Regions from separate parts of the Mus musculus genome. Here regions 1, 2 and 4 are each linked to region 3. A link is a contact called in public HiChIP or PLAC-seq and promoter capture Hi-C data. All regions are on one chromosome and are shown on one strand. Each heading gives the region's core, a stretch centred on a gene start, on an enhancer-like site or on the middle of the called end of the contact. The rest is flanking DNA. Distances are from core to core; before and after follow the strand shown.

The links. HiChIP or PLAC-seq counts read pairs in DNA pulled down with a chosen protein or histone mark. Capture Hi-C pulls out chosen DNA fragments and counts their contacts.
Region 1: a promoter capture Hi-C map of adipose tissue shows a contact between it and region 3. The contact joins the promoter of Cnot7 here to the promoter of B430010I23Rik in region 3. A contact is called at or near these places in 13 of 39 promoter capture datasets (the 3T3-L1 cell line, 3T3-L1-derived adipocytes, the C10 cell line and 10 more), 10 of 115 datasets of contacts at active chromatin or transcription factors (bone marrow-derived macrophages, embryonic forebrain, embryonic stem cells and 4 more) and 4 of 9 other capture datasets (adipose tissue, liver, macrophages and 1 more).
Region 2: a contact with region 3 is called in a promoter capture Hi-C map of liver. The contact joins the promoter of Frg1 here to the promoter of B430010I23Rik in region 3. A contact is called at or near these places in 4 of 39 promoter capture datasets (the C10 cell line, embryonic stem cells, neutrophils and 1 more), 1 of 484 Hi-C or Micro-C datasets (muscle stem cells), 4 of 115 datasets of contacts at active chromatin or transcription factors (all in embryonic stem cells) and 2 of 9 other capture datasets (adipose tissue and liver).
Region 4: a contact with region 3 is called in an H3K4me3 HiChIP or PLAC-seq map of bone marrow-derived macrophages, with 6 times the contacts expected there. The contact joins the enhancer-like site here to the promoter of B430010I23Rik in region 3. A contact is called at or near these places in 1 of 39 promoter capture datasets (the SN4741 cell line), 4 of 115 datasets of contacts at active chromatin or transcription factors (bone marrow-derived dendritic cells, bone marrow-derived macrophages, embryonic limb bud and 1 more) and 1 of 9 other capture datasets (adipose tissue).

The regions. Positions count from the first base shown.
Region 1 is chr8:40,510,484-40,513,183 of GRCm38.p6, forward strand. Cnot7 (CCR4-NOT transcription complex, subunit 7) reads right to left here and starts at 1,271. Exons shown (of 7, transcript NM_011135.5): 1 at 1,057-1,271. Vps37a (vacuolar protein sorting 37A) reads left to right here and starts at 1,300. Exons shown (of 12, transcript NM_033560.3): 1 at 1,300-1,750. The coding sequence starts at 1,626.
Region 2 is chr8:41,415,780-41,418,479 of GRCm38.p6, forward strand. It overlaps Frg1 (FSHD region gene 1), which reads right to left and starts at 1,339. Exons shown (of 9, transcript NM_013522.3): 1 at 1,121-1,339. The coding sequence starts at 1,182. Gm50494 (a long non-coding RNA gene) reads left to right here and starts at 1,347. Exons shown (of 2, transcript XR_003947538.1): 1 at 1,347-1,470; 2 at 1,572-1,956.
Region 3 is chr8:41,016,424-41,019,123 of GRCm38.p6, forward strand. It overlaps B430010I23Rik (RIKEN cDNA B430010I23 gene), which reads left to right and starts at 1,315. Exons shown (of 3, transcript NR_015457.2): 1 at 1,315-1,397. All of the region lies in intron 6 of Mtus1 (mitochondrial tumor suppressor 1), which reads right to left.
Region 4 is chr8:40,583,504-40,586,203 of GRCm38.p6, forward strand. The region is part of intron 6 of Mtmr7 (myotubularin related protein 7); the gene reads right to left. Among named protein-coding and RNA genes, the nearest start is that of Mtmr7, 50 kb to the right of the region's middle. Within about 2 kb of position 1,383, at least 101 of the 459 cell types and tissues checked have an H3K27ac peak or open chromatin away from gene starts, as enhancers often do. A contact at or near this core is called in bone marrow-derived dendritic cells, bone marrow-derived macrophages and pancreatic cancer cells, where this site is marked.

The DNA of each region.
Region 1 (2,700 bases), core at 21-2,520, 510 kb before region 3:
AAAAAAAAAAAAATCAACAAAATCAAACGTTTCATAACAGAATGCTTGCTTTTATTCTTCTAACAAAACATTTAAAAATCTTACTCATTCAAAGCAGAGCAGAGGAAACATTTTTCTTAAAAATGTTTTGAAAAGCCATTAGGCAATCTCAGAAACAAATATAGCGGGAGGGAGAAAGAAAGAAAGAAAGAAAGAAAGCAAGCAAGCAGGTAGGCAGGCAGGCAATGAAATGTGTACATTTAAAAATTTCTAATTTCAAAAACTGGCAACCCAAGAGAGACCTCACGTCTCTGCCATCCACACAAGGTTCACGGTATACAATGGTAAGATAATTAATCAGACGGACAGGGACCAAACACACAATAACCCCCGACAAAACCAGCGAGTTAAAAGAGGGTGGCCTGGTGTCCCAAACTCCTAAATGTACGCTGGAGAAAACAAAAGGTGATGCAGGGCACGCCTTCTTTCTTCCTCCCCTCCGTCCTCACACCGGTCCCTACACGCGCTCTACCGACACACTGTACTTTAACCCTGCTTTCCTCCACCCGCTCTTCTCTACTGCGGTCTCAGGGGTCCCTCCAAGGGGCAGCCAAGGCCTTCTCATCCCTGAGGTCGCGCGTCCTCCGTGGGCGAGCAACGTGGAGAGAGCACGGCCGCCTTCATGTCAAGGATAAGTCGCTCGGCTGGCCGCCGGCCAGGAGCAGGGTGCCTATTCGCATGGCCTAGAGCCAGACCGACTACCCCCAAAAACCACTGCCGAGGACGAAAGCCACCGGGGCCCCAAGTAGGCCACCGCCCTCCACTCGCAATTTCCTTCCCACAACGAAGTCCCAGGTACAAAGCGGTGGCGTCATCACTGCGCGCCGCGCCCCTGACAGCCCCCACCCGCCCCCCGCCCGTTAGCACCGCCGTCCCCCCGGGCTCCCCGCCTCCGCCAGTTCCGTCCCACACAGCCACGCTTAGGCGGGCGCCATCGCGCGCGCCAATCTCGGGCTCCCCACTCCCAGCCCCTTTTCCCAAGGCGCCCCAGCACGCCCGGGCCCCCGCCGGATCTACTTGGGTCTCTGAGCTCGCGCTCCTCCTCCTCCTCCTCGCCATAGAGCTAGCACCCGGCGGCGGCGGTGGCGGTGGCGGTACCGGCGGCGGCGGCGGGAGCCCCATAGACGCCTCTCGCCCTGCGAAAGGGGGAAAGGGGAGCTGGAGCGGCGCTCGGCCCAGCGCGGCGACGTCGCTCCTCGCACGTCCCGCCGAGGGCGCGGCCTGATGACGCCGGGCGCCGGGTGGGCGGGGCCCTCCCTCAGGAGGCGGGGCGGGCAGGTGACGAACGCCCCGGCGTTGGAGCAGCTGAGCCGGCAAGGCGACCAGGCCTAGCTAACTGACCCCGGGGTGGTGGTGGCCCGGAGCACACCGGGGTTCCGTCCAGCCGACGAGTCGCCCTTCTCCAGCCGCCCGCAGTGGTAGCTCGGACCCCCGGGGCCAGGGACTCACGAGCGCGGCGTGTGGGAGACGGCGCGGCCCCTGGGCACCCCGTCCGGGCCGTGCTCGATCGCCCGGGAAGCACTGGGCTAAGCGAGGAGCAGCAGGCCAGAACCTTGTAGGGCCTCGGGCCCGGGGACCCGAGGAGGATGAGCTGGCTCTTTCCCCTGGCGAAGAGCGCGTCATCCTCCGCGGCTGGGTCCCCTGCCGGCCTCACCAGTCTCCAGCAGCAGAAGCAGCGGCTGATCGAGTCACTCCGGAACTCCCATTCCAGGTGACGACTGGTGGCTTCGGCCCAGGGTAAAGTAGGACGGGAGGGCGGGCTGCTTGCAAACACACCGTGTGCGAATCCGTAGGCCGCTCCATCAGCTGCCTCCTGTTGATGGGTCTTCCAGTGGGGTTAAGCGCTTGCTTCCCTAGTTTGTGTCCCTGGTGCCCCACCGCTGTTCAGCTCCTCTCTTGACTTGGCTCATCTCCACTGACAAACGGAGTCATCTCTCTTTAATCTGTATACAGCACCCCTAGCTCACACGCTAATTTTCCTTTTGATCTACCTGATTGTAGCATTGCCTTCGAATTGTTAACATGCTAAGAGACAGTTGGAAAGATAATTCCCAACAGTTTTATGAACTGAAAATTTAAACTGTTGCAACGTCAAAGAAAAGGGAAGCCAGTGTTTTTAGTTAACTCTGTCCTGGTGACAATCCTTTTGAGTCTGTAATTAAAGCTCACCCTGTTCCAATAACCTCTTTCTGTCTTGTAATTGTTAGAGTCTTTAGACTTCTCACTTTCTTCTATTTGGCTCCACACTTAGGACTTGCCAGACAACCATCTGCATTATCTGTTGTCTTTTGAGTTTGCTTGTTGTATTGTAGTCAAACTAGAAATACAGGAAATCAGATTATTTCGACTTTTTTTCTTAAATATAAAATTGTTTGCTGCAGTCTTTTTTTTAAATTAGATATGTCCGTGGCTGCTACAGGCTTTCAAATATTAGAGCTGCTTTGCGATATATGGATTTTACAATTAACTAACAGCTTCACAGCACATTTTATAAAGCATATTAGAGATCAACATGATTAAACTCTAGACTTTCAAAAACCTTGTCACATTATACACATTATAATATGTTATACAATATAATTATGTATGTATACATACCTACTCACACATCCATGAGATAATAACATCAAGTTATTGAACACACCATCAAGGGCTATTTTT
Region 2 (2,700 bases), core at 89-2,588, 400 kb after region 3:
GCTTACTGACTAAATAGTGGTGAACTCGTAAATATACTAAACCCCACTAGCTGTACACTTTAAAAGGAGTTTATGGCTTATGAATTACAGCTCCATAAATGGAAACACGAGGAGAGATCTTAGGGGAAAAGTGATTATTCAGAGTGCTTACAACAAATTCTGAGCCTTGCTGTGGTTGCAGCCCAAGCCTTTAATCCCAGCACTTGGGGGTTGGTGGGGTGGGGGAGGTGAGGCAGGTGAGTGTCTGAGTTCATGGCTATCCTAGTCTACAGAGTTAAGTTCCAGGACTACACAGAGAAACCTTGTCTCAAAAAAACAAAGAACCAATCATGGAAACATGGAAAGCACTACATAGGTTTTAATAACTGCTGTCTTAACTTCTTTGTATTTTATCGACAACATCTTCAGAAGCAAATTCTAAATTTTAAACAGTTTCAGATTCGGTCAGGATAAAGCTCCGAGCTCATTCAGCACGAAGCTCGCTGACAAGTACCTGTTGAAACTGCTTCAGCGGTGATACAGGAAATAAAGTGTTCAACTTTGGCTAGATCCTTCAAGAGGACGGAAATAGGATCGGGCAAGATATCTTTCTCTATAGGGCTAACTATAAATCACACCCACATGCCTCCACTTGGCTGTTATATTCTGAGTTGGCTGTCTCATTCAGTTCTCATAACTCTTTTTTATAGTCTCGAGGAACAAGAACCAGCGTCTAATAAATCAGCAAACGAACCATCAACCCATCACCGGTGCGAATTCAAGGTCCCGACTCACACTATGATGCAGCTTTGCCTGCCCCCTACATATTACACTGCAGAGAATCAGGGCGTTTTTGTTTGTCCGCTTGCTTTTTCCATTTGCAGGAAAGACCGGTGGAAAAAAAAACTTTCCTTAAAGCAAGTTATCAAGGCAGGCAGGGGGAGGCCTGGGGGGGGGGGCAAAAGTAGGACTCCTGGTCTCTCCGTTTCGGGGGATCCCCGGCCACGCAGCGTCAGCTAAGAAGTGTCGGGGAGGCTGTCCACGCAGGTCTGAGTGTCCTGGGTGGCTTGGCTACCCCGTCCCTTGAGCCCCGGGGATGGATGCACTGAGAACCGCGCCTCCCTCCCGAGCGCCGCCTCACCTCTTGGCTTTAGTGCCCTTGAGCACGAGTTTGGTGGACTTTACATAGGAATATTCGGCCATGGCCCGGCTCGCTGAAGTGGCAGCCTCTGGCAGAGCTTCCGTAGGACTGGGAGGAGGAGGAAGTGGCTCTAACGGCCGGAGCTGAGCGAGTCCCCGAGGAACTCTCGGTCTTCTTCAACCCAAGGCTACGATTCTCCGGCTTCCTGTTTACTGCTTCCGATGCACTACGGCGGCCGTGGAGGGTCCAATCACGTCAGCGTTCCTGCGGCGAAGTCCCGGATGTTCGCGGTTTTTTTTCCCCCCCAAACCAGGCAAAACTTATAGAGACGCCCCCTGGTGGAAGCGAAGGTATCCAACAGTTTCCTGCTGCCGAGGTTGTAAAGACCATACCTGGATTGGATGAGCCAGATGTTGAAAGGATCAAATCTATCTGCCCACTCTCTTTGCAGCGGACATCGCACCAAGTACCCGGCAACCCGCCAGACTGGGCCTGCACAGAGAAACCGAGATGTGTGTTCTGTGGAGGCGTGGGTCACAGCCTTGGCTTCGGGCAACTTTATCAACGACTCTGGCTCCAGAGTTGTTAGTTGTGTTGTACATGTTTTACTCGTGTATTGTGTATGAGTAACACACAAGAAACAATTGAGGAATGATACAATGTATAGTTGCTAACTACTGGTTTCTATCGCAAGTGCTGAAGAGACTTTGGTCTCCACACCGAATACTGTCTTTCCCTGTAGTCTTGATCCAGCCAAGTGCGTATTCCTTTTGCCTCCTCCAATCTTCCCCGCAATGTTATAACTCCCTTCCATTACAAACAATGCACCGCTGATACAGCTTCTGTGTGATCTTTGGTTTTTGTGAAAGAAACATGAATGCTGTTAGAATCAAAAAATGGAATGGCTTTGTCAACACTTGACAAATATAAAACACTTTTGAAGGAATGATTGATGGCAGCTCTGGCAAGGGATGACGTGCAAAGATATTCTAGGTCTGTGTGATCTGGCTGGAATCCAGACACACACTTAGTACACACCTTTAATCCTAAACAACGATGTCTAATTGAGGGGCAAACAAAGTGGTGAATCAGAGGGAGATTTGACAGAATATGCTCAACGCTCATCTGAGTGGCACAAGAGAGAGAAGCTATTCAGGTCAGGGGCAAGTTCAGTCTTTAGCGCTTGTCAGTCAGTGGGGAGTCAGAGTGGCGAGTACAGTACAGTGGAGTTGAGTGAGTTCCTTCATGAGCTCCTGCAGTTCAGTGAAGGTCAGCAGAGGCAGTTAAAGCCAGAGAATGAGAAGCCAGAAGATTAGAATAGATTACCAGAGTTAGTTTGAGGGCAAGCAGAGCAACTCAGGAGACACGGAGAGAAGCCAGATGAAAATCAGTCAGCTTGGAGAGGAGTTGAAGCCAGAATAGATTAGCTGAATCAGCCAGCCAGAATTTAGAAAGGAGTGGAAAGGGTGAGTTTATTCAGCAGCAAGCCTCTGAGATGGCGATTACATCTAGCAAATAGAAGATATTTTTGACAAAACTATCACAAAGATACTGCCTGAACTCCAACCTTGCACAGAAAC
Region 3 (2,700 bases), core at 65-2,564:
TAGACTTGCTTCTCACTCAAAGCACTTCCCCCTGGTTCCAGACAGGGTCTGCAGTACGTAGTCCCTGACACCCTTCTAGAAAAGCCCTGTAAACAAATACTAATTACCCTTGTTGCTGCACAGGGAGGAGAGAGGCACATTTTGCTGCTAGGGCAGCCCATTTTCCAGCTCCGGTCTCTCCAACTCCCCCACCCCCTGCACTGTCCAAGAAGCGCACAGGTGGCCACGCCTCCCACCCATCCGTCCGTCCGGGTCTGCCTACATTCAAAGCTCCACAGGGAGGAGCGCCATTGGCCCTGGTGGCCTCCCCGCCTGTCCCGCAGGTTACTGCCTCAGACTCCTCTCTCTCCTCTCTGAAGCTGATACTGCAGCTTCTGTCTCTGGCACAAGCAACGGATGATTACTTAAAGCCACAGCCCTTCATTTATGAGAAACGAGAGCCAGACATTATCCTGATCGATTGGCACTTACTTAATATCAGCGGGGGCAGAGGAAACAGAAACGGGACCCTCTCTGCGTGGATAATGGAGTTATTTTTAGATGTGTGAGCCTTTTTACTCCGCTCTCTAATTGAGGTCATTAGATTATCGCACTCACTAATAGAAAAAGGGGGTTTGCTCTTCAGAACCCATATACTAAAGGCATGATGAACCTCATGGTGAAGGGCACCCAGGGGGCCCTGCTGTGATTTAGAACTTTAAATAATATTACAATAGAGTATAGTTCATTGATAATACATGGGTATTGGGGATTACATATATTTGAAATCACCAGTCAGGAATTCCAAATTTCAAAAATAAACGATTGCTTTTGTAATGCAAAAACTAAAGTTTGAGAACAACAAAATAATAACCCACAGATACAATGTTTTTCTCTTTTCTCCCCTTCTTACGGGTCTCATACTTGCTTTCCTTTGCCCCAGTCTCCCAAGTTCTGGGATTACAGGCACGTGCCACTACAGCCTGACTATTCGAGTACTGTCACGTCAAGCCTTAATTTTATTCAAATGCTTTGGATAAATGGCAGAGTCTGTCAGTGGCGTGAGAGAAAAGCGGGGACAGCTCTATTAGACATGAAACTGTGACCACGCTTCAGAGTCCCCTTTCCCACAGCAGCCAAGTTGCAAACAAAAGGGGGTAAAAGGACAAGGAAATCTTACCACTTGCACAAGAAAACGGAAAGGAAGATGGCAAAAGCTGACGCTACTGATGCTTATCTCTAAAGGACTCTGGAAAGCCACACCTCCCTCCCTCCAGAAACACCCGAGGGAGGGGTGGTTAGCTTATTAGTGGACTTCAGGAGGCAACAGATTTCAGTGAGTGTTGACATCTGTCCTAACTCACTTCCCTAAACCACACTCAGCCTTCTCCAGCAAGATCCAGCGTGAGGACATCAAGGTCAGTTGTCACTGTGTCTCAATGGCCGGAAGTGGGGGTGGGGGAAAGCCAGCCCACTCTTCCTTCACAATGGCTTTTTGCCCTTGGTGTCACCTTTGCTTCTAGTCCTGGTTCTTTAGAGCCCAGTACGCAAGCATAGAAGGGGTTTCTTTATACCCTAGAGGGCTGTTATTCAATATTTTCTGTGTATAAACTCCCTTCTCTTTTGAGTATGTTACAAATGACACTGGGACTGAAGGTGGAGCTCAGGTAGCACCCATACATGAGGCGGAATTTCTTCCTCCAGCAAATACAGCATACATACATACGTGTAGCAAGCATGAGTGGGTGCTAGCCTGTGTGCTTGTGTGCGCTCCCATGGACTAGAATTGCCTAGCTCCTGTTTAGCATCCCGAGATCTTCCATCCAAGTCAAAAGCTATCCTTCCCAGAATCCATGCTACCCTCTTGGGATGACGGGCTTTCTTAACCTGACTCATTTTATACACTTTCTGGAAAGCCAACATCCCCTCCCCCCAAATGCCCAGAAGGGACATTTATCTTTCTGAATTATGAGTTATTACTCATATAGCTAAGCACATTTTATATCCTATACCATAATGATATGTAAGAAAATTAAGACATAGCTCCTGCCTTCAAGGAGCCTGGTACTTAGGAGGGCAATGTCCAGGACCAATTCTTTGGTCATCAATCAAAGCAGATGACATCATCTGAGGCGAAGCAGCGCAGGACTATGGGAAACCCGGGGCTTTAATATGATCTACTCAAAAATGCAGACCACAGAGCCCAGACTCCAACAGACATACTATTAGTTTCTGCATGACTGTCTGGGTTGCCTGCCCTTTAAATGTACTTCTTATTTACTCAAGATGATAAAATACATTCTGGCAGTTAGAGACCGATTTTTTTTTCCAGCTGCTTAGATTAGTGTCTCTGTCATAGATGATAAACCATTTATAATCCAGAGAAGAGGTTTATTTGATTATCTTTGTACTATAACATGCAACCCCACCCTCGCCCCACAGACATACACACACAGTGAGACTAGAGAGAAAGGTGGAAATCCACACGAAGATGCTTTCAAACTCATGCATTAAATATATGAAGCGCTTTAAGGAAAAAAAAAAAAAACTCAACAACAACGGGATTCTCCGTAATTTAATTAGGGTCTCTGGGATGCAAGCACTTAGTGGCTGGCTGTCGTCCCGCCAGTGTGCCTGACTTCTGCAGGCTACTGAATGGCATCAGCAACACAGGAACTATTACAGGAAAGAGCTGCAGAGAGTTCATACTTTTATCATTGT
Region 4 (2,700 bases), core at 133-2,632, 430 kb before region 3:
TCCTGCATATATAACATATGCTCACACTTTAAATCACTTAGGAGTTACAATGGGAGAAACGGCAGGCAGTTTTCCTTAAAAGCAAGTAGGAGAAAACCTCTTCAAAGTCAGTCTGTAATTCACATAACAAACACAAGGTGGCGATATTTAATCTATCATACAAACTATTTTTTAGGAGCTCTACTTATTTAATGTGGCAAAAGCTGAACTTTCAAAGCAGAAACACAGGTTTAGAAATAATAAACACCCAAAAAAGATATTCCAGACTGAGACAGACAGACAGACAGACAGACAGACAGCTACCTTTAGGAGAACTGGGCCAAAGCCTAGCACAGGTGTCAAAGAGTGCTCTTTCTTCTCCTCACTAACTTAACTGTGGCACACTCTTGGAAATACTAGATGATTTTATTGCCTACAGGTATGACCTACAAATAAGCTTCTCAAAATGTCCCCTTCGCCATCCAGGGACATCTTTCACGTATTTAAGAGTACAGGATGAAATCTTGATCCAGGCTAATTTAAATTTTCAACCCATATATGATGCAAAACGGTCTCTTTCCCTGGGTACAGGCTCCGTGAGGTGATGAGGGCTCTCCCTTCCCGTGGCTTCTAACAGGCTCGCCTGCTCTGTGTAGTTGGTAGAAGGGACCATGTGGAAGAGATGCAGTTAGATAAACAGCTCTTTGCAAAGCTAGGCAATGTCAGTTGTCTTACTGGTTGACAGTGCTTCTGATTGCTAATAACTGGCTGTCTCTGCCTTCTCCGCATAGGCATCCAAAGGGTGACTTTCCTAAGGCACACAGTATAGGCTCCTAGAAGTACTGTGCCACCTTTCACTCGCATACGAGATCCACTGTGGCCTGAGCCTAGACCAGCAGCCATTGCCAGCTACATTAGCCCCAGGTCCCTCTCCGGGGGCCTCCATGATAGGTAAGCTGTGTTAGCAAGGTTTTATCAAGTTTGTTAAGGTCCAAATTAAGCCAAAGGATATTTGTCCATCCTTGCACTTACAAAGAACAGGACTGAAGACTCTCCCCTCACCTGCTACAAAACACAAATGTCTCTCTCCCACTCTCTTTCCTCTGTCAATGGCCACCTTCAAACTTTATGCATATAACCAGGAAATAAGATCCCAGGTTCCCACTTTTCAGGTACCCTGAACTTCATAGCTGTATCTTGAAGATGTCTCCTGCATGGGACCCAGTGAATAGACATTACCTCATTACCAAGAAAGAGAGAAATACCCTATGACTTCCTGTTAGACAATGAAACAACCCCTGGCGCCGTGACACTAAGGCCACAACCACAAAGCAGTCCATGGAGCTGAGGCATGTCACAGGGCCGGTCACCACAGAAGCAGGTGACTGACTCAACCTTGCCCCTGCCTTTAGGACTCACACTTCCTCCATAGCTTAGACAGATGACAGCCTTAACTTCAGGACTCATACTTCCTCCATAGCTGGTAGGCAGGCACACAGCTTAGAGCCCTCCTGCTCCACTGGCTTGAGGTGACTTTGGCTCAGCCTGGAGCTGGGTGTGTGATCAACTTAGGTGTCAACCCTCTAGAGTCTGGAAGCGGGGACAAGGGTCCCCTAGAGATGTTCTGGGAAACAGAAACAAAAAAGCCACTGGCTTTGATGTCAAATAAGCTTGTATTTAACTGAATGTGGCCTTGGGTCTAAACCGTGTGGTCTCAGTGAATTACCTAACCTCTTTAAAGCTAAGTCCAGGAAAAGACAAGAAGCCTCCCAATCTGCAGAATTCTTCCAAGAGTGAAATGAGAACGTGCTGAACATTTTTGCAAGCTCAACAGAATGCCAGCATATCTGACAGAAGAGGCTGAAGTACAGAGACACGGTCCTTGTCTTAGACCTCCACAAATACCGTTCTGACTCAATTCCATGTGTTAATGTACCAATCTCTAGCAACAGCTGAGACCAAGGAGACTTTTCTCAGTACATACTTAAGGCTTTCACTGCCTCTGCGGCCCATCACTGTCCCATCAGTGAACAAACAATTCAAAAGGCTTTCATCTGGGTGGGTGGCTTGGGAAGCCCTTGTGTGGACTTAACCCCGCTCAGAGACCAAGGATCAGGACCCTGGGAGCTGCCTCCCAAGCCTTTGTCTTTATTATTATTATTATTATTATTAATTATTATTATTATTATTATTATTATTATTATTATTATTATACTAGGAAATAAAGCTGGATGCAGAAGGCAAGGACTGAGGACAACCTGCATGCCGCCATGCAACCCTTCTGTGGCAAACATCTGCATACTTTCCTGGTGGCCTAGGAAAACTACCGCACCTGAGGGGTGGGAATCAACCAACGTGGTCATGAAAAAAAAGAAGAAAGGAAGGAGGGGAAGACAGGGAGAGAGGAAAAGAGAGAGGGAGGGAGAAAGAGAGGGATAGAAGAAAAGAGAGAGGGAGAAAGAGAAAAGAGGGAGAGAAAAGAGGGGGAGAGAGGAGGGGAACACAAAGCTTGAAGCAGTTTTTACAAGCCACATCTTTGCACCTGAGAAGAGAGCACCCAACTTTCTTTATCTACTGGATCAGAGTCAACTTCTTACCACTTAACAATAAACAAAGTGAGTACTAAATATACCCTTCAAACTGAATCCTTAGGACTAAGAAGGTGGCTTTAAATACAGACAAGGCCTGGTCCTGTGGCTGCCACGTTCTAATAAGGACTTA